6 separate regions of the Mus musculus genome follow, and regions 2, 3, 4, 5 and 6 are each linked to region 1. Evidence: chromatin contacts called from public promoter capture Hi-C data. All regions are on one chromosome and are shown on one strand. Each heading gives the region's core, a stretch centred on a gene start, on an enhancer-like site or on the middle of the called end of the contact. The rest is flanking DNA. Distances are from core to core; before and after follow the strand shown.

Region 1 (3,241 bases), core at 299-2,798:
GCAAATATAGAACAGTTCAGGCTAATTTTAATAAAGATGAGATATGTGACTAAGTACTTTTGACATCTCCCCATACTAGAAATCCTAAACATTTTACATGTTATACTTCAATTGACGCTCCAAAAAAACTGGAAAAGGTATTCTCACAACCTCTACTTTAAGATAAGGCGACTGAGACATAAAGGGGTTAATATATTTAAATCCAGGAAATCCAAGACTAATGGACTTGCTCTCCTTAAAATGATGGAAATAGTAGTGATCAGGCCCTCTCCCATGATAGTTTCCTTGTACAGCAATTAATCCTCTTATTGAATTGTTTGCTGGTATTGTGTAGGAGGAGTTTAAGGGTACAGGGTAAGCATCTCTATTGTATGGTACTGTGTGTGTGTGTGTGTGTGTGTGTGTGTGTGTAGGGAATTTAAGGATACAGGGAATGCACCTCTAAACACAAATACAAACTGAAAATCTTGCACTAATCAAAACTGTCCCGAAGAATCTTGTCGGCACTTAGCAGTTAAAAAGGCAGGCATTAAAAGCTGATTGCTTTTTTCATTTCTGATATGGCCTGCCTTTTCTGGGGAATGACAATACAGAAAAAAAAAAAAAAAGATCTTTCGTTCTTGCCTAGGTGGGTGATGCAGTTAAAAATTTGAAACTAGCAGGGCCTGGTGATGCGCAACTGTAATCCCAGCACAGGAGGATGACAAATACAAGGCTAGCCTCGTCAAGCTACACGAAAACCTAGCCTTAAAAACCAAAAACAAAGACCTAACCAAAAACAAAGACCTGTAATGAAGCAAACGCGCCCTCTTCTAATACCATCATCTCGTGTAGCTCCGTCAAATCCGTGCTAAATCATTTTTAAAGTTGCATCCAGTCCCGTGAGTCCCTCGCCAGTTCCCAGACAAGTGCCAGGATCCCCCACTGTCCTTTCCGCAGAACCCGTTTTCAGCTTCCTGCGGTGAACTCCAACCAGCCAGCTCCAACAAATTCTGTGTCAGCGATAAACTAATTCTCTGTAGCAGCCCTTTGACCCTCCACCCTTGCGCCAAGTTTTAGGAGAAAAAGAATCATGATTAAAAATAATCTACGGAACATGAGATTAAGATCAAAGGGCAAAACAGGTAGGTCTCCGGCCTGAGCCGGAGCGCTAGACAAGGCCCCTGGCGGCCGAGTGCCCCAACCTGTTACCCAGGTTCCTTCTTGCCACAGCCCCCTTCTCACACTTCCTCACGCACGGCCCAAGCCTTATGGTGCAGGATTCCGGGGGACGTTGGGGATCGCCAGCAGCGACCTCCACCGTGGAGATAAGGCCTGGCTGTCCCTGGTAGTCCACCGAGGCCAGGAGGCCCATCCGGAAACTCCGGGGACAGACTGACCACCGCAACTCACCAGCAGGTTGCTGCTGCGGTTATCCCCCTCCGCCATCGTTCCAGACTCGCGGTTATCAACGAGCGAACACACACTATCCCCCCAACACCAGCAAGGCAACCCGAGCGCGGGGGAACGCCCCGCAGTCTGCTTATATAGGCTAGCTGCCTTTCCCGACAGCCCTCGCGAAACTCGCTCCTCATTGGGTAGACCGCACTCCGGCTTCTGGGAAGTCGGGCCAACCGGCAGCTAGCGCATGACTTGAAATCCAGGTCAAAGGAGAGCGAAACTGAAAGACTCTGACCAATCAGAGTGCAGGGGTGTGGCCCTCGAGAGGCGGAGCGGAAGGAAGCGGTTCAACCGCCGTACCTAGTCTCTCACCCAGATCTTCCTAAATCCTGGGGCCTCTCTAGTCCCTAGCTCTTCTGCTGGAAATCAAAACCGCTCAGGCGCCTGTCCGCTCAGCTGCGCAGGGGATGCGCAATGGCATCCTATGCGGAGGCTGGAAGGGCAAGGACGCTTTAGGTTGCTGTGGCACCTGCTGACTGAAGTATTGGCTGCCCCAAGTGAGCGCTGTCTGTGCCTTCTCCCCAGCTCTGGCCTTTGGAGAACATGGAAGATGCACAAACTCTTAAAGGGCTTCATTTGCAGCCAGTTTTTGGGGGAATCATTTGCGGGGTGCTTCACTTGATAATCTATGAGTACTTCAGGTAGCTAGGGGAGCGCTTCATTCGGAGGGATGGATGAGTAGAGGAGCAATTCGGATGTTGGAGGGCTTCAGACTGATAGATTAATGGATGTATGGGGAAGCCAGGCTAAATACGACCTTCAACTAATTTTAAATTATTTTTAAAAACACTTCGTTCCTTAATTCCCAGGTTCTTTAAAGGCCTTGGAGGTTAAAGAGAAATGTGAGAGATCACATAGTGCTCCTAAATATGCCTGGTCCCTTCCTGGCCTATGGTGGCTCTGTCAAAGGGGCATACAATTTGTCATAGAACTTGTGGAAAGTACTAGAAGGTACAGACAACAGTTTTGACCAGGAAGGACGCTCATTGTGTGTGGGCGGGGCGGGGGGGGGATATTATGACTTCGGTTGATACAGAAATCATGTCAAAAATTGTAAAGCCTGGAATTCCCTCCTTCTCCTCAGTATTGAGAACAAAAGGACCCAAACAGCTGCTACCAAGCAATGAGGTGCCCATCTTGGTGGTACCAGGAGCAGTCACTTTGCTAAGAGAGGGCAGAGTAATAAGTTTTTCCTTGGCAACTTGGCTACTGCCCCAGAAAGCTTAGTTTAGTCGGTGTTCCCAAAGTAAAATTTAAGTTTAGGCCAGTCCCAGGTCCCAATCCAGCTCTCACTAACCTTCCAAATGGCTCAGAGGTTACAAACACCTCTTTTTCTACCACAAAGTGACCTTTTGAAATGTGTCAGAAGATGAAGCTCGTAACACAAATCTTCCTCAGAACTTTGGCACTGCAAATGAAGAAGATCTTTGCAAATACTCTTCTTCTTTCAGAGCTTTCACTCACAATTAAGGCTCTGCAGTTTTGTTTTAAATATTGCTAAAATTAAGCTTCATGCATTTTCTGTGTAATCCTGGCTGTCCTGAAACTTGCTTTATAAACCAGATTCGCCTAGAAATTCCACCTATCCTTGCCTCCCCTGGGATTGAAGGTGTCGATTCTTATCTAAGAACTTTCCTACTGAAATAATTAACTCGCTGTTCAAAAGGGAGTAAAACATTTTTTAAGAAATTTTTTTAATTTGGAGAGATAATATGAAAAAAAAAAGCCACAAAACTATTGCAAAACAAACTTTCTGGGATCTACTTCAATAAATTCAGAGCTTAGATACTGTTATCTTTTT
Region 2 (3,241 bases), core at 226-2,725, 2.9 Mb after region 1:
GTGAGGGTAATTTATTTTTTTAGGTGAGCTGCTCAGGCATAAAGCAAAATTTGGTAGGTGTCTTAGCTGTCAAGTTCACCCCAAATTCTTCAGATCCTATCAGATGTATCTTTGCTTCTTGTTTAGAGGATACATTTAGGATTGAAGTCTTGGAGCTGTGGTTAAGCAAGCTTAATCTTAGGACACAGTTTTCTGTATCCTTTGTCTTTAGAAATGAAATATGCCCGTTTATGCACTCTTGTTGTATCTCCTCTTTACTTAAAAAGGTGAAGACTCTGGTTTGATACAGAAGAGCTTTATTGGAACTCAAAGAGGGGACATAATACAGTCATTTACATTCACTATTATAGCTTCTTTTAAGTATGTTGGACCAGTACTTCTAGAAAGTTGAGCTCAATTTAGTAAGGTATAGTCTTGGGTTTAACACCCAACTTGGAGAGATGTCAGGGAATATACCAGAATGAGAGAAGACAAAGTATTTTGTTATATTCTATGCACATTAGGTAACAAAATATTCTTATTAACGAAAGATGGTAAATAGATACTTTAACACCTAAGGAGTTTGTGATAAGGAATGCCATTTCTCATCCAGGGGTCATTATTTCATAAACGGAAATCTCTTCAGTGTAGTGTGATGAAATTAACGTAAAGATAAATTTGTTTTATAATTAATTTAAAATTAATGTACAGAATCTGTCGCTGTCAAATGAAAAGCATATTCTAACAAACCTAGGAAGGTGTGAGTAGCTGGGCTAGGAAATATGCTGTAGCTTAGTAGCAACAGTTGAGACACAACGACATCTCATGACCCTCATTTTAGAAACATTGGGCTTCTTCCTGCTATAAATGATCTAAGAAATATCTGGCTAAATCTCCCCAGACCGAGCACATTTTAAGAATGTCTGGTCCAACTTCTATCAGCTTGAGAAAACATGGCAGCCAGGACTAACTTGCAAGGAAACATGGCAGCCAGGACTAACTTGTGGCCTTCGTTGTCCAGCAGATGCTATTTTCCATCACATTTCGTTGAGTGCTCCAGGAGCAACAGTTTCCAACAAAGGCAGAGCTTTCACTCATGAGGGCTTCACTAGACCTGTGACAGCCGCTTCTCAGGCTTGGGAACACCGGGACTGGGAGTGGCGGTGGGATTCTTTCCCCCTCGATTCTCTGCTTTGCAGCTATCGGGTGGCTTTTGGAGTTGGGAGTCAGGTTCGCTGACCCCAGATGGAAATTATTAAATAGACGGTCAAGACTGTAGCAAGAAGGGCAGCGCGGGTCTATCGAATAAACCTGGGTCTGTGTCAATGGGAACAATTAGGTCAAAGGTGTAATCGAGGGGCCCACAGGGTAGTTACTAAGGCAAGACAAGCCCGGAAGTCCTGCAGACCCCTCCTCGGAGGGGCCAGACTCTAGTAGCCCCTTTAGGAAGTCTCCCCCGGATCTTCCGCCATTATGAGTCCAGGCGGCGCCACGGAGGACGTGCACGCCCTCTCTCCCAACTCCCGGGCCTCCCGGTCTCCGCTCATTGGGCAGGGAGGACGCCCCTCCTGCGTTTGTACGTGCACCGGGTGGAAACACGACCTGGAGTCGTTGGCGTTCCGGGCTGGGAAGGGCCGCGGGGGACGTGAGAAGGCCGCGCGCCTGCCGCTCCTCCCCCGCCCCCCCTCCCGCGCCATCTCCCCCTCCCTCTGCCTCGGCCCCGAAGGGGGCTGCACGGGCGACTTGGCGGCGATGGCTCGAGCTCCGGCGGCGACGACGGTGGCCGGAGGCGGCGGCTCCTCCTCCTCCTCCTCCTGGGCTTGGGCCCGGCGGTGATCCGAGCTGGCGGCCGCGGCCCCCCGATGAGACTGTTGGCGGGCTGGCTGTGCCTGAGCCTGGCGTCCGTGTGGCTGGCGCGGAGGATGTGGACGCTGCGGAGCCCGCTCTCCCGCTCCCTGTACGTGAACATGACTAGCGGCCCCGGCGGGCCAGCGGCGGCCGCGGGCGGCGGGAAGGACACGCACCAGGTACTGGGCCGCAGCCCTGCGGAGCGGGGGCGTGGCGCGGCGCGGCGGGGCGCTCGGCCTTCCCGCGCTCGGCCGGGCCATTGTGCGGGGCGGCGCGCTCGGGCCTCGGCCCCGGCCTCTCACAAACTTTTCCCGGCCCGGGCGCTGGCCCCACGGCGCCTTTTGTTCGGCGGCGCGGGCGGGGGACAGCCTTTGCTGCCTGGCTCCCCGGGCCCCAGCGTGGGCGCCCCGAAGCCCCGCATTGTTCCCAGGCCGGCGGCGGCGTCCGCGTCCGCCCTCAGGACCCGAGCAACTTTGGGTAGGGCCACCCAACTGGCACTGGGGCCTGAGCAGAAAACTGCCCCAGCTCTCACCCAGCCAGCCTTCCTCTACCCCCCCGAGGGACAAAACCGAAAGCCGGTCTCTTTTTGTCTGGCCGAATCTCTGGATATACAAAGGGTTCTAAAGACATTAAACTGGGCCTCGTGAACATTTCGGCTGACATTTCCCCGAAGCACTTAAAAAAATGTGTTTGACAGGTCTGGGCTCCCAGCCTAGGAACTCTCCTCCCCCTCTGCCTATGAGACGTGTCCTTTCAACTTGGGTTTAGTGAGCTGACCAGAGAGGTTGGGATGAGGAGGAAGATGATGCAAGCTTTAAACGGAGAGGTTTAAAAAATCTGAACTGTTCAGCAGTGAATTCTTGTAGCTAATGAATGGATTGTGAGCCGTGGGGGTTCTACCGGTTGGATGGGGTTGGATGGTCTTTTCATTAGCTATTTGTACCACTTAAAGAAACATGCATGGGTCAGCTGTTGAATTAAGAGGGAGGTAGTTTGCATTTGACCGTAAGTAGTTTGTGGTTAACCTTGCAGTCACAGAAGAGAAGCCTTTGAATTTAGACAAACTTTGCGCTTTTTCTAAAAGCCTGAGTTTAGTATGTCTTGCTTTTACAGAGAGATGTAAGGAATGATTCCTTGTGTTATTTGGACCTCACCTTTTTATGTATAACAGCATTAAGATTTTATTTGCTATTAACTGGATTGTGTTGTTTTTTTTATGGTGTTGGGATGGAACCCAGGTCCTGGAAACTGTTCTACCCTGATCAATACTCAGACCTCATTTTCTATTTTGGAAGGAATCCTCGATTTTCATTATTTAAATTTACTAGTGATTGTGGCGTTTTAGATGCCCTTTTATGTAGTATTGTTAGGAGTGCGATAAACTTAGTATAACATCTTAAATTGTATAACCATG
Region 3 (3,241 bases), core at 491-2,990, 2.9 Mb after region 1:
AAAAAACAAAAAACAAATTAGCATCTCTCCAAAGAGCTACCTGTTTTCTTTTTCTAAGTATGGATCATTCAAGCCCGAATTTTTCCCCCATCAGATTCAGTTGAATTGTGAACAAGAGGCGGTGTTTAGTAGCCAACTCAAAAGAGATATTAATTTTCCCAAAAAGTTTGGAGTGGAGATCATTATACAGAATAGCACAAAGGATTCCTGCGGATCCCTCAGCATGGTGGTTAACAATGTCTACTCTGGGGTCTGCCGTGAATACCTAGTCTCCCCAACAGTATCTTCTTCAGCCAGAGGTACCTACTGCAGCACCTTATGCTATTGGGAGAATTAAAGGAGCCTACCAGGGTGTTGAGGGCCGGCCTATCAGTGTCCCCAAACACAAAATCCTGCTATGAATGTACAAGAAAATGGGCCACTGGCTTCAGACTGGGGGCACTCTTGAGATTGTCTCTGGAGATGCCCCGATGCAAGAAAACCAAGGCAGGATTATTTTTAATTGAAAACCCGAAAGAAAGATAAGCGCATGATAAGAGCTGCCCTCGAATAATTTCATTTAGCCCCCGATGAACGATGGCTAAGTAATAAATTAAAACACAAAACAAAACAGTTTAATACCCAACTGAGTAAGCTGTAAACTGGGATGCTAAGAAACTGAACAGTGTCTACAGGCTCCTCATACTCGGCTTTAGGGAATCCACCTAAATCTTTTAGCCTCTGCTTTCTGGAAAACGGGACAAAAAAAAAAAAATTTACTCTCACAGAGAGATGGCGCGGGTACCGCACAGCAGCACTGCCCTCCCACCACCTGCAGCGGCTTTGCAGACTCTGCGGACCATGAAAGGCGATGTGGGGCAGGCAGGGCAGCACGACCCGGACCCAGGCCAGCAGCTCGCCTCTAGAGCAGGACAAGCTGGTCCACTCCTGCCCACCTCAGAGGTCCATCCGCTCATACCCGGCAAGCGCTTTCTTAAAGCACCGAGCATCAGCCTGTGTGGCGCACCCGCAGGGCCGTGGGCCGCGCGCGCTTGCTCTCTGCGGTCGGGATGGGCGGATCCGTTGCCAGGTGAGGGCAAGAAGCACCGGGCCGCGGCATCCCAAACCTCCAGCCTAAGGAACTTTCTAGCACTTTCCACACCTGCCACCCCCGGACTCCCACCCCAACAATCCCGCCCCCCCCTCCCGACCGGCGACCTCGCCCTCACCTTGCTGGAGGTCCCGGTGGTCGTACCACGGCTCATCCTCCATCTCGAACTCCTCCACTAGGTTATCTGCCAGCATGTCGCCGGGGACGTCCGGGGGCAGCGGGCTCTGCCGCCGCCCTGCCGTTTCGGCCGCTGCCCCGGGCTCTCCCCCGGCCCCGCCGCCCTCAGCCAGAGCCACCCTGGGGCGGGACACGCAGGTCCCGCAGCAGCTCTCGCCGCTATCCCGCGCCGCCCAAAGGCCGGCGCCCTAGCGAGCGCGCCCCGGGTGGCGCCGGGAGCCGGCTCCTCACGCCTGCTGCCCGGCCCAACGTGGCACTTTGGCAGAACCCTCCCAAAGCCGGGGAGACGATTCAAACCCGGGAGGCACCTTGACCAATCACGAATGAGCCGCCTATAGAGTGACAGCGACTTCAGCCAATAGAATATCAAAAAAGGTCGCGGGTCCGAGGACCATCAGCCAATAATAGCTTAGGAAGGAACAAAGGAGGCGGGGAAAGACGAAGAGGGTGCGGTCGGCAGCCCCTCCTCTTTTGTCTGCGTCGCGTCTCCTCAGTTGAGTGCACTCCAGTTCCGGAGTGTGGAGGTGGCTTTGGCGAACACCGGGTGCCGAGGACTACTAATTCTGGGCACGGGTCATCATCTTCCCACCCGAGGGTTTCGGATGCGGGCCAACTCTCCTTGGCTCTGCCCTCGGTGATGCTCGGAGGGAGACTCATGGTCCGTCGGGAAGTTAAAGCCGAGAGAACGCTACTGAGTGAGAGCTGCTCCTCAATCTTGGAGCCCTGGCCTTCCAGGGGCCTGGCTATGAACTCCTAAAAGGGCAGTCACCAACCCCACTTCACACTCCAGAGTCCCGGGCTGGCCAGTGGAAGCCGCCTCCCCTGAGAAAAGTTGCCACAGTTTTGCATAGAATTTCTTAAAGGTTCATAGAGCCCAGGATAAATACCTAAGATCAGGCATTGCACTTGGTGGCCAGCTTGCCGGCGTCAGCTTGTTAACACAGCCGTAACTACTGTTTCTTGGGTTAAACTTTTAATATATTTGGGTACCTCACTTAGGGAAACTCTCAGAGGGCAGAAAGGTCGGCGCAGATGTTTGGGATGTTATAACTGATAGCATCTACAGAGGACGGGAGAAGAACTGTGACAACTGAGGGGGGGAGGGGATGTTATAACTGATAGCATCTACAGAGGACGGGAGAAGAACTGTGACAACTGAGGGGGGGAGGGGAGTAATTACTCAGGTTTGGCAGTAGTGATTTGGTAGAAACCTCCTGAAGTTAACTCCTTCACACAGATCCGGAGTGTCACCCGAACTAAAGTGGAAAGCAGTTGAAAGTTTGCCTTATCCAAAAAAAGCACCAGTTGTGGCCTTAAAATAGTGTACTCAGATTACTATGGCTTAAAACAGGAGAAATTGCTAGGAAGAAGCTACAAATCCTCAGAGATACTTTTATTTCTCTGAGATCTCGGGTAATTTGGAGGAAGGAATACTTCACCCTAATTTCTTTTTTCAGTGCTAACGATGCCTTAGGCGTGCCACTCTCCATCATTCTTGTGGGTCCTAAGATGCTCCTTTTCAGATCAGTGTAACATGCACCTGTTCCTGGGAACATGGTCTTGTGAAGGTCAAGAAAGCCTCCCCATTGTGAGGTTGGTTTGTTGTTTGTACAGAGTCTCACTGTGCAGCCCCAGCTTTGCCTAGCACACTATGTAGATTAGGCTGGCTCTGCCTCCAGAGTGCTGGGATAGAAGGCACACAACCATCAAACCCTGTCCCTACAGGAATGTTGTTCTGGCGAGATTTTCCTCTTCATTCCTTAAGAAAGACTCCTTAATAGACCTTAAGGTACCAAGAACCTAGGGTTAGAAATCTAATTGTCTATCCACAGTTTGTACTAGCAAAGCAGGCGTTAGCTCACCACTTAGGGGAGAAATGACCTCTTTGCTCAAAGAGCTATGAGAATCAAAGAAACTGTGCCCAAGAAAGCTGTGTTGTTTCTAACACTTATTGTGAAGGGACTGTTAAAAAAT
Region 4 (3,241 bases), core at 309-2,808, 2.8 Mb after region 1:
GTGTGACAGAGAACAGCTTGTGGATGATTCTTTTTCTATCATGTGGGTCCCAGGGATTTTTACATGCTTTTACACGCTTAGCCATTTCGAAGGCCTTACTTGTGTAACTTTTAATAAAAATTATGTACACAAGAAAATAATTGGAAGCAAAATGCCATATTGGCCAGGTGCAAGGCTGTAATTCTGGTACTTAGGAAGTGCAGGCAGGAGGATCAGAAATTCAAACTCATCAATGCACGTAGTTCAAAGCCAGCCTGGGCATTGTGAACCTTAGTTTAAACAACAAATGAATATGTATGCATGTTCAAATGTAAATGCAGAAATGAGTTTAATTCTAGGTGGTGGAAATATGGGGTGTGTGTGACTATTTTTTTTTTCATCTTTTTCAGTGTTTTAAAATATCTAGGGCTGGTGAGATAGCTCGGTCAGAAGGTAGGTAAACACACTTGCCTCGAAGCCTGACAACCTAAGACGCCCCCACAGGGTGGAACAAAAGAACTTATTCATCAGGCAAGTTGTCCTCTGACCTCCACGGCCCGCCCCCGCCCGTTCCCCACTCCCAAACAAATAAATAAAGTAAACGTAAAAGTCTGTATGGGCATATTAACATGCAAAGATACTTAAAAATAAAGTCTGGTTAAAAACAAAAGCAAAACAGAAAATAAATCAAAAGTATAGTGAAAAACCAGCCAGCTGTATATCTCTATGTGTTACTGTGTTAATATTTATATACCAACCCATTCACAATATGAACAAAACTATTTTCTATGGAGATAAACATTGACAGCAAAAGAGCAGAAAGGATGTACAATCAGCCAATAATGCTGGGTACTAGGAAACTAGAGCAAGTCAAAGCTCGAAGAATCTTATTTTGAATATTACAAAGAATATATTTTATCTGCAAAGTTTTAAAATTGTTTGTGTACTAAAAATTTAAACACGTAAATTTTCAGATAGAACTCTGCAGACCTGGGGTTACAGTTCAGCTCTGAGAGCTTGGTGAAAGTTACTGACAGAACCAGACATCGAATTCGGGTTTTTGAGTGTCTGAGTGGCTTAACCTGACACCTTAACCAACTGACTCAGAACGCAAAATAAACTATCCTTTGCTTTAAAACTTATTTGGAACAAGCTTGCATCTAAATACTTTTATTTCAATAAGTGGCATGATGATAATATTGTTTATGGCAATTTCTATCGGCAGGAAATAAAATAAATAAATATAACTCCAAGAATCGAAAGAAAATATACGTGTCAATCCAATAAGTAGCTTCTTAGAAAACGACGTCAACAGCTGGGTAGTGTGGCCGAGCGGTCTAAGGCGCTGGATTAAGGCTCCAGTCTCTTCGGGGGCGTGGGTTCGAATCCCACCGCTGCCAAGGCAGGCTTTTTCTTTTGTCTCAGCGTCTTTCGCTCTAGGTTCCTTCTGCGAGCGCAGCGGCGACCCCTGCTGTCGATGTGCGCTCTCTGCACCACGAGCAGCTCGCCGAAGGGGCGGTCCCGCGCGCGCCGGGGCGGGGCATTGTGGGTAAGAGGAAGCGCGAGGGCCGGCCCCGCTCCCCCCACGTGTCCGGCGGAGTTTCTCCAGCAGGAACATGGCCGCTGCCTGATAGAAGACCCGGCCGCCGCCGTCTCTGCAGCCCGCGGGTCCCTGGGCCGTTCCGCCGCCCGCGCGCGGCCCCGGCGGAGAGGTGAGCCCCGACTCGGCAGCCTCGGGATCCGGGTCGCAGCCGTCGCACTCGCTCGGTGCTCCGGGCCGCGCTGCTGACTAGGCCAGACAGGCCCCCGCCGCTGCGTGCCGAGGGGCCGCGGCCTCCCGGGACCAGGGCAGGGCGCAAGGTGGCCGCCCGGCTTTCCAGGCCGCCCCGGGCCTGGGTCGCTCCGTTCGGCTGGACGGTGGGGAGACGACGGCGGTGCGGCCCGCGCTGACTCAGGCTTCGGCCGCGCTGCCCCGCCCGGGCCTGGCTCCCGAACCGCACCTGCGAGGGCACTGGTGCCCGGTGGCGTGGCGGCTTTCGGAAGAGTGGGAAGGGCGCCTGAGCACCGGCGACATGGAGAAAGCCACTGGACTCGGGGCCGCCTGCATGGGCAGGGGTCGTTGAACCTGGTCAACTCTGCTTAGCCCGAGCGGGCCCGGGACGCCTCATTCATTGATCTGTGTTTAAGCAGAGTGGCGACTGCTTCGTGGACCCGGGGACCTTCCAGTAACGGGGGATGGTGCACATACCGGGTCATCCTGGAATATTGTTTTAGAGTTCCTGGGTTTGGGAGCGAAAAGATAAGATCATACCTTTATCTGTGAAATGGGGATATGATTCCCGTGCTACGGTGTTTTAATGAGTGTAAGATGGGTGACACTCCTGCTTCTTTCATTTGTGGCTGTCTTGTTCGGTCTTATATTGGAAGAAAACATGTTGCCACGTAGCAACAGTCCTTCTAGGTTCGCCTTATCCCTTTGAAGCCGGTGTGTGGTTTAAAATAGGAAAGGACCCAGGGTTATGCAATTCACGTCGCTAATCAGCTGCTATATTGAAGAGGTAGGATTTGAACCTGTAAGGTTTTGCACGGCAGTCCAACCTCTTAACCACTACACCATACTGCCTTTTACCAAAGAGATGTGCAGCATGTTAGTTAAGAATAAAACCAAGGCTCTTGGCATCAGCTAGATTTGGATTTCTTTACCTGTTTTCTTGGGGGGCTGTGACCTTGGGTAAACCAATTCGAAGTTGGGCACTATAAATTTTGATTTGCACAGCTAATGAGAAGAGTATTATTTGGTACTATATTGATGCCTGGCATCATTAATATTTGGGAGAAAGAACTGTGATTTTTTTTTTTTAATTTTAAAAGTAATGATCCCATAACCACGACCAAGTATAATTATTATCTCCACTTAATGGTCCAGGAATGTGAAGCATAGAGAAGCCTTCGTAGAGTTTAAAGTCTAGTACAGAGGACAGCTAACACCTGACCAGCAAGCAGATCAGGAAGTTCCAGCTTAGGACCATTCAGGAAATAAGGAATTATGCTTGTAATGGAAGGGGCTGGAAGCGGCTGTTTCAGTTGAGTTGTCAGGGAACACGTCTAATCCTGGAAGGACTGGCAGTGGTTACATATAAGGAAAATGAGCATCCAGAAAATGACTTGGTGAGCCGGGCAGTGGTGGCTCATGCCTTTAATCCCAGCACTTGGGAGGCAGAGGCAGGTGGATTTCTGAGTTCGAGGCCAGCCTGGTCTGCAG
Region 5 (3,241 bases), core at 525-3,024, 2.7 Mb after region 1:
CCTTTTGTTACCAGTAACACACTACTACAGACCGTCAGATGCTGTGATAAGACCCATGACCAAAAGCAACCTGAGGAGGAAAGGGTTTATTTCAGCTTACAGCACACAGTCAGTCCATGAAAGGGGCATTTGACCCAGACATAAGGATTGGGACCCACAGGTTGAGAACCACTGGCTGAGACTTAAGCACACTGGCTGTGCTTCAAGAAGGCCTGGTTTTAATTCCCAGCACACACATGGCAACTCACAACTGTAATCCCAGTTCTGGACAACCAGACACTCTTAGACAGACATGCAGACAAAGCGCCCATACACATAAAATAAGTAATTTTTAAAAGGTGGATTTTTGGCTCATGGTTCTGGAAGTACAAAGTGTAGAGGATGTTTCTGGTGTTTTTGCTGGTACAACTTCAAGGTGGTTCAGGTCTTCAGGTCTTTAATCTGAAAGCCCAGGCCAGACAAGCCTGTGGCAGAATAGATATTATGGTGTTTCTCCTGTCAGTAAGTCTATTAACAGTTGCTTTATTAAATGAAATAGATCACACCCTTTCCTAACTGTGTCCCTGGGCAAGATACATTCTTTATAAGTCTCAGTCCTATGATCTGTACAATACAGCTAGTCGTGCCTGCATACCTTATATAGCTGACTGCAGCTGGATGGACAAATAGCTCAAAATGTGCAACTGTTTAGATTTTTACTCTAAAGTATACGGTGAGATATGACCTCAAAGTACACATGCCTGCCTCCACTGGTTTTCAGTCTTTACATCTTCCAAGGGCTACCTTCCTTCCATGCACTGCACCAGATTTGAGTTTTGAGAAAGGGCTTCACCATGTAGCCCAGGCTGGCCTTGCTTTTCTGGGGACTGCAGAGGTCTACCACCATGCCCAAGTTCCCACCCATTAAGCACTATGTGCCAGGCCCTAGGCTCAGAGTTAGGAATACTGTGATTTTTCCCTCCAGAGAGTCCAGGAAGGCTTGACAAAGATTTTTCTTTTTTGTTTTTGTTAAGACAAAGTTTCTCTGTGTAACAGCTCTGGCTGTACTGGAACTCCCTCTGTAGACCAGGCTGGCCTTGAACTCACAAAGATCCTTCTGTGTCTGCCTCCTGAGTGCTGGGATTTGCCACCACCGCCCGGCCCTGATAAAGTTATTAATTAAAAATTATAGAAATAGTTGGAATTGTCAGGTAGGCCGAACTGTATAAATTTAAACCGAATATATGTTTATATACAAATATTAAATTTAAACAAAAATATATAGGTTATATATTAAATATTTACATATACGTGTATAATTTTCTATACTTATATTTATAAATTTATATGTAAATATTAAATACATATGTGCTTACCATGAATTTGGATTCTTTATGAGTTTTTAACACAATTTTTGTTGTTTTGCCCCCTCCTGCTCCTTCGTTACCCCTCCCTCTCTTGAAAGTGTTAAATTTCTTCAAAATTATGTCATGAAATCCTTAAGATTTCCCTTTTTTTTTTTTTTTTTGAGACAGGTTTTCTCAGTGCAGCCCTGGAACTCACTGTGTAGACGACCAGGCTGGCCTTGAACTCAGAAATCCGCCCGCAGTCTGTCTTCCAAGTGCTGGGGTTAAGGGTATGCGCCACCAGACACACAGCATGAAATCTAACGTTAGACCCAGGTGTCTAGGAAGCGTTCAACAGGCGGGGGAGCCAGAAGACAACACGGCGGCTGCATGGAGGTGATGGCCACCCGGGGACGGCCACGTGAGCCCGGGCGTGCGCCCCGTGCGTCAGTCCCGCCCCAGCCCTGGTCCCAGCCTCCAGCCTCCAGCTCCAACCCCAGCGGCAGCAGCCCCAACTCCAGCCCGTGCTCGGCTCCAGCGCTCCGACGTCTTCAGGCGCCCCACTGCGGCTGCGGGCCTGGCTCTCTGTCGCCTGCGCTTTGTACCGGGGATTCTCCTCCCTCCCTGCACCCTGGAGCGCCCGGCCGCCAGCCTTTGCCAGCTCCTTGGGATCCTTGCGGCCGTGGGCAGCAGCTGTCGCGCCTGCCACACTGTGGGAGGTAGGTGACGGGAAGATGGGGAGCCCGCGCGTCCCGCTGCAGCAGCCCCCCGAAAGGCCACTGGGGCGCTTCTCTGGTTGCAGAGCTTCCCCCGAGGCTCAGTGTTTGCGTCTGTAAGGAAGGAAAGAAAGACGTTGGCAAGCGGTGAGCGCAGTTCTGGTTGCACCAGGCAGCGCACGCGGGCCTCCGCCCGGGTCTCCTCTGTGCCTCGGCGAGCCCGCCTGTCCCCCTGAAACGCCCAAGTAACATTTCCCCTCGCCGGGTTCCCCACACTAGAGGCCTATGCGGGCCTCAGTTCTCGGAACCTCGAGGTCTGAGCTGCATACGCCCTTGCAGCATTGTTGGTTGAGGGAGTTGGGGTGTTGGCAGGCGTTGGAGACTTGTGCGCCAAGGGGCTGAGCATTCGTATGCAGTTGGTGGCGCGGGGGCGGGGACCTCCTGGGTGAGCCCTGGGCCAAAACTAGCTAGTGTCGGCTAAGGGGATTGCGGGAAACCTGCCCAGCTGCGCCCTGTGTGTGACTGATCGCGTGCGTTTCGGAAGAGTGAGATCTGACTTGGGAATTCTCCTTGGGGGAGTATTTCTGCGTCCTCCGCGATGAGGCGCTCCCTGGCTTGGGACCACTGAACAGATATTACGGAGGAGAAAGCCGAGGTCCAGAGTGGACCCCAGATCCTCAGAGGCCAGGTAGGGAATGTAGAGTAAGTAAACAAGGATTGTGAGTGTAGGGGTTAAGAGTGAAGTTTTGGGAAGACTTCCCGGGGAAGGTGCTGTTTGCTCTGTGAGGAGGACGAAGCCAGTGGAGGGAGTGGGTCCAGGCCGTGTTCAAACCCCGACCTTAGACAGCTAGCTCTTCACCCCTCTCTGCTGCGGCAACAGTTCCTGGGAAAGGAAGGCTAGCGGGGAGCGACTCCTTTGTTCCAAAGAACTGGGTTCTTTTGAGAGTCTGAGCGCGTTAGGCGTGACTTTCCTGAATGGCTCATGCCACGCTGTTTCACAAACATAGTATTTTCAAACCTTTTACCCTGCACTGATCAGACTCGCCCCAAGAGATCTTGTCATCCACAGCTGGCAGCTGTTAATTCCCCCCTGGGAACGGCCTGTAGGAACCTAGGGGTGCACGGCAGGATCGAGTTGTTTTTAGGGTTCCTTCTCTACCTTAATTTCTATTGTGAAGGAGAAAAACTTCAGGATCAGGC
Region 6 (3,241 bases), core at 408-2,907, 2.6 Mb after region 1:
CTGGGAGGATATAATGACAGTTACATAAGTCTGCCCTGTTGAGGGCAGACTCTTGCTGCCTGGTGGACTCAGCATTAACAGCGGTATCAGTTATGTAGTGCTGTGTGCTATCTCGAGTCCAGACACTCCAACTACTTGCTGTGATTCCTTTGGCTTCATGTGTTTGGCTGATGTAAACTTGTCATTTCTACATCGCCCCCTGTTTCATTGTTGTATATGATACATGAGAGTCATTGTGACAAGGGTTCCTTTTAAGAAAGTGTTGTTGGGGCTGTGGTGTAGAGGTTCTAGATTGAGTGCTAGAAAGGAGTCTTTTCCTTGGCTTGCTATCCACAGTTTTCGTTTGTCTTAAGTGAGGTTTAAAGTAAACTCATTGGGGCTTTGAGTTTTGCCAGATAACAGATTAGGAAAGGAGCAGATTTGAGTTTCAGTCTCGAATGTTGGCTTTTGGCTTCATAGACATTGCTTAACCTCAGTGTCGCTCTTTTCTCTTGTCCCTGAAGAAGCAAACTTTTTTGTAACAACAACAACAACAACAAAAAAGCTGTTAGTTTGAGTGTGATCAACCATTAAGCTATTTCAGACCTCTAGATTCCGTATGGGGGCATCGCCCCTCCACAGCAAGGGTCTCAGTGACCACTCTAAACAGCCTGGCCTAGTGCTCTCTGAAGGGGCTGCATTTCCCCAAAACTCCATTTTTTAGGTGTACAAAAGAGCTTGTCCCTTACATCTGATCAGAGCCTCTACTGTGGGTGTGTAAGAACAGGCTGCTGCATCTGCCCCTGAAGATGCTTGCATTCTTCTTTCTGTTTGGATGGGATGTTGGTGCTTGAAGTGGGGAGCAGACACTGATACCCTTGTCCCTGCTACTGTTTCTGTTTTTTGAGACAGAGTCTACTTCAGGCTGGCCCTGCGCTCATTACATGAGTAAAGGTTCTGGAAAGAAGTGATTTTATATATATGTGTATATATATATGCACTATAAGAGATATTTTCTCGACTGTCTTACACTTGATAAGGACTGGGTGTTCATCAGTGGCTATCTACGTGTTAGAGAGGCTGAGAATCTGGTAACCACTCAGTCAGGACTAGATGCTTCAGCAACCCCAGTCTGGCTCTGAAGACCTGGAAGGCCTAGAAGTTGGCTTCCTATGGCAGCAACAGCAACAAGATAGACACTGGCAAGAAGGAAGTCCGGCAAGCAGCACTGTTTTCCTCTGACCTGTCTAAATGTAGGCTGTCCTTCAGGTGTTACCCACTCTGGATATATTTTATAGGAGAAAGACTCGAAAGTCTCATGAAGAAATATTACGGATACTTTCTAAACCAGAGAACATGGTCTCAAGGCTTCTGCTCTCCTGGTAATCAGACCAGGTCTTTCTCTAAAGTCACCCCAGAGGGCCAACAGAACAAGTCCTTAGAAGGCTAGCTCATTCAGGAATGGCGCTACAGAGCTGCTTCATGCATGTTCTTTCTGGATATATCTTCACCCACCAGCCAAAGATATGGCCCTTATCTGTTTTTAGAAGTGCTCACATTGATAAGATTATCACATTCAATGTGTAGCCCAGCCAGATCAACCCACTGTCCTCCTGCCTCGGAATCCTGGGAACCAAGATTATAAGGCCTGTGCCAACATGTGGCCACTAGCTTCATTCTGTTCCTATTTTAAATTCGTTCAAGAGGAAATGATTAACTAAAATGTGACGTTAGTGCTTACAGAAGAGGGTATTGAAGACTGGCTTATTTGAGGACAAGAACTTTTCTACTATTGGATCCCAAAATGTAGACTAACTTTCCAGTCCTAAGCAGAAGTGGGAACCTGTTCCTGCAAAAGCGCTGGAGGGAAAGAACCGATGTGTTTTCACAGGTAAAAGCCTGGACTGTATGTACCCGGTTTTACACTAACAGATGAAGCCACCCAGTCCCTTCTCTCTGCAGCCTCTGGCTTTCATGGATAGAAACTCCCCTGATTATATTCAATGTCTGACATGTTCTCAAGTCTAAAGCTTGAGAGAGAACTTGGGGAATGGGGAGACTTGGGAAAAGAAGTATTTGCTTTCAGGTTCCTGCCATCTTCCCCAAACAAAGCAGTTAAGTTTCACCTAGGTGGCTGGCAGCATTGATGGCTCTGAGCCGGGATCAGCGTGATTCTGCCTATACACTGGATCAAAACATTAAATGCTCCCACCTAAGCAGACTCACTTATTAGGTACTGGAAAATTATTATCGAATGATAATAAAGCCTCTCCCTTGAGCTGTTTAACTCCAGTGTTCACAGACATGTAGCGTGAAGCAGCTCTGTAGCACCATTCCTGAATGAGCTAGCCTTCTAAGGACTTGTTCTGTTGGCCCTCTGGGGTGACTTTAGAGAAAGACCTGGTCTGATTACCAGGAGAGCAGAAGCCTTGAGACCATGTTCTCTGGTTTAGAAAGTATCCGTAATATTTCTTCATGAGACTTTTGAGTCTTTCTCCTATAAAATTATTTTTCAACAACTTTACTGAGACATAATTATAAAATACTCAGCTTGTGTATACAATTCAGTGGTTTTTAGTTTACTTACAAAACTGTATACCCATATTAAAACATCAATTTTAGAGTGTTTTCATTATTTCAAAGAGCAAGCGCATACCTCTTAGCCACCATCCTGAACTTCTTAGCCTTAAGCAACCACTAATCTTTCTGCCTAGAGAGTTATAGATTCTGGGTATTTTAAGTTAGTGGAATTTTTATGATTGGCTTTTTCATTTATATTTTTAAAGTTCCTCAATATTGGACTTTTAAAATACTTTTTGTTGTCAGGCGTGGTGGCGCACGCCTTTAATCCCAGCACTCAGGAGGCAGAGGCAGGTGGATTTCTGAGTTTGAGGCCAGCCTGGTCTACAAAGTGAGTTCCAGGACAGCCAGAGCTACGCAGAGAAACCCTGTCTCGAAAACAACAACAACAAAAAAAAAAAAAAAAAAAACCAAAAAACCTTTTTGTTGCTGAATAACAATCCATTGTAGCAATAAAGTACTTTTTATTTACCCAGTCATTAGGCGATAGAAGAAAATTCTATAATGATAAAGTAGTACACCAATGTTCTTTTAAAAAGTAACATTATGGAACTGGAAAGATGGCACACTTGCTGTTTTGGTGGAAGACCCAAGTTCAGTTCCCAGCACCTATATCAGGCAGCTCACAACTACTTGTAGCTCTAGCTTCAGGGCATCCAGTGCCCTCCTTTGGCCTCCACAG

The links. Promoter capture Hi-C pulls out the DNA fragments that hold promoters and counts their contacts. Capture Hi-C pulls out chosen DNA fragments and counts their contacts.
Region 2: a promoter capture Hi-C map of liver shows a contact between it and region 1, with 2.9 times the contacts expected there. The contact joins the promoter of Mettl9 here to the promoter of Arl6ip1 in region 1. A contact is called at or near these places in 2 of 39 promoter capture datasets (liver and pre-B cells) and 1 of 9 other capture datasets (liver).
Region 3: a contact with region 1 is called in a promoter capture Hi-C map of pre-B cells, with 2.8 times the contacts expected there. The contact joins the promoter of Mfsd13b here to the promoter of Arl6ip1 in region 1. A contact is called at or near these places in 3 of 39 promoter capture datasets (liver and pre-B cells).
Region 4: a contact with region 1 is called in a promoter capture Hi-C map of liver, with 5 times the contacts expected there. The contact joins the promoter of Polr3e here to the promoter of Arl6ip1 in region 1.
Region 5: a promoter capture Hi-C map of liver shows a contact between it and region 1, with 7 times the contacts expected there. The contact joins the promoter of Eef2k here to the promoter of Arl6ip1 in region 1. A contact is called at or near these places in 3 of 39 promoter capture datasets (erythroid cells, liver and pre-B cells), 3 of 484 Hi-C or Micro-C datasets (CD4 T cells, CD8 T cells and muscle stem cells), 3 of 115 datasets of contacts at active chromatin or transcription factors (astrocytes, large pre-B cells and pro-B cells) and 2 of 9 other capture datasets (adipose tissue and liver).
Region 6: a contact with region 1 is called in a promoter capture Hi-C map of liver, with 4 times the contacts expected there. The contact joins the enhancer-like site here to the promoter of Arl6ip1 in region 1. A contact is called at or near these places in 3 of 39 promoter capture datasets (hippocampal neurons, liver and pre-B cells) and 1 of 9 other capture datasets (liver).

Annotation. Positions count from the first base shown.
Region 1 is chr7:118,128,077-118,131,317 of GRCm38.p6, forward strand. Arl6ip1 (ADP-ribosylation factor-like 6 interacting protein 1) reads right to left here and starts at 1,549. Exons shown (of 6, transcript NM_019419.2): 1 at 1,393-1,549. The coding sequence starts at 1,428. It overlaps Smg1 (SMG1 homolog, phosphatidylinositol 3-kinase-related kinase (C. elegans)), which reads right to left. Exons shown (of 63, transcript NM_001031814.1): 63 at 3,236-3,241.
Region 2 is chr7:121,032,970-121,036,210 of GRCm38.p6, forward strand. It overlaps Mettl9 (methyltransferase like 9), which reads left to right and starts at 1,476. Exons shown (of 5, transcript NM_021554.2): 1 at 1,476-2,006. The coding sequence starts at 1,842.
Region 3 is chr7:120,980,769-120,984,009 of GRCm38.p6, forward strand. Mfsd13b (major facilitator superfamily domain containing 13B) reads left to right here and starts at 1,741. Exons shown (of 8, transcript NM_001374644.1): 1 at 1,741-1,962. Cdr2 (cerebellar degeneration-related 2) reads right to left here and starts at 1,544. Exons shown (of 5, transcript NM_007672.2): 1 at 1,209-1,544. The coding sequence starts at 1,284.
Region 4 is chr7:120,916,220-120,919,460 of GRCm38.p6, forward strand. It overlaps Polr3e (polymerase (RNA) III (DNA directed) polypeptide E), which reads left to right and starts at 1,559. Exons shown (of 21, transcript NM_025298.4): 1 at 1,559-1,691. n-TLaag4 (a tRNA gene) reads left to right here and starts at 1,298; the gene lies at 1,298-1,379.
Region 5 is chr7:120,841,057-120,844,297 of GRCm38.p6, forward strand. It overlaps Eef2k (eukaryotic elongation factor-2 kinase), which reads left to right and starts at 1,775. Exons shown (of 18, transcript NM_007908.4): 1 at 1,775-2,044. It overlaps Gm36449 (a long non-coding RNA gene), which reads right to left and starts at 2,455. Exons shown (of 2, transcript XR_378468.3): 1 at 1,543-2,455; 2 at 71-464.
Region 6 is chr7:120,680,669-120,683,909 of GRCm38.p6, forward strand. All of the region lies in intron 1 of Mosmo (modulator of smoothened), which reads left to right. Among named protein-coding and RNA genes, the nearest start is that of Mosmo, 4.7 kb to the left of the region's middle. Within about 2 kb of position 1,658, at least 5 of the 459 cell types and tissues checked have an H3K27ac peak or open chromatin away from gene starts, as enhancers often do. A contact at or near this core is called in liver, where this site is marked.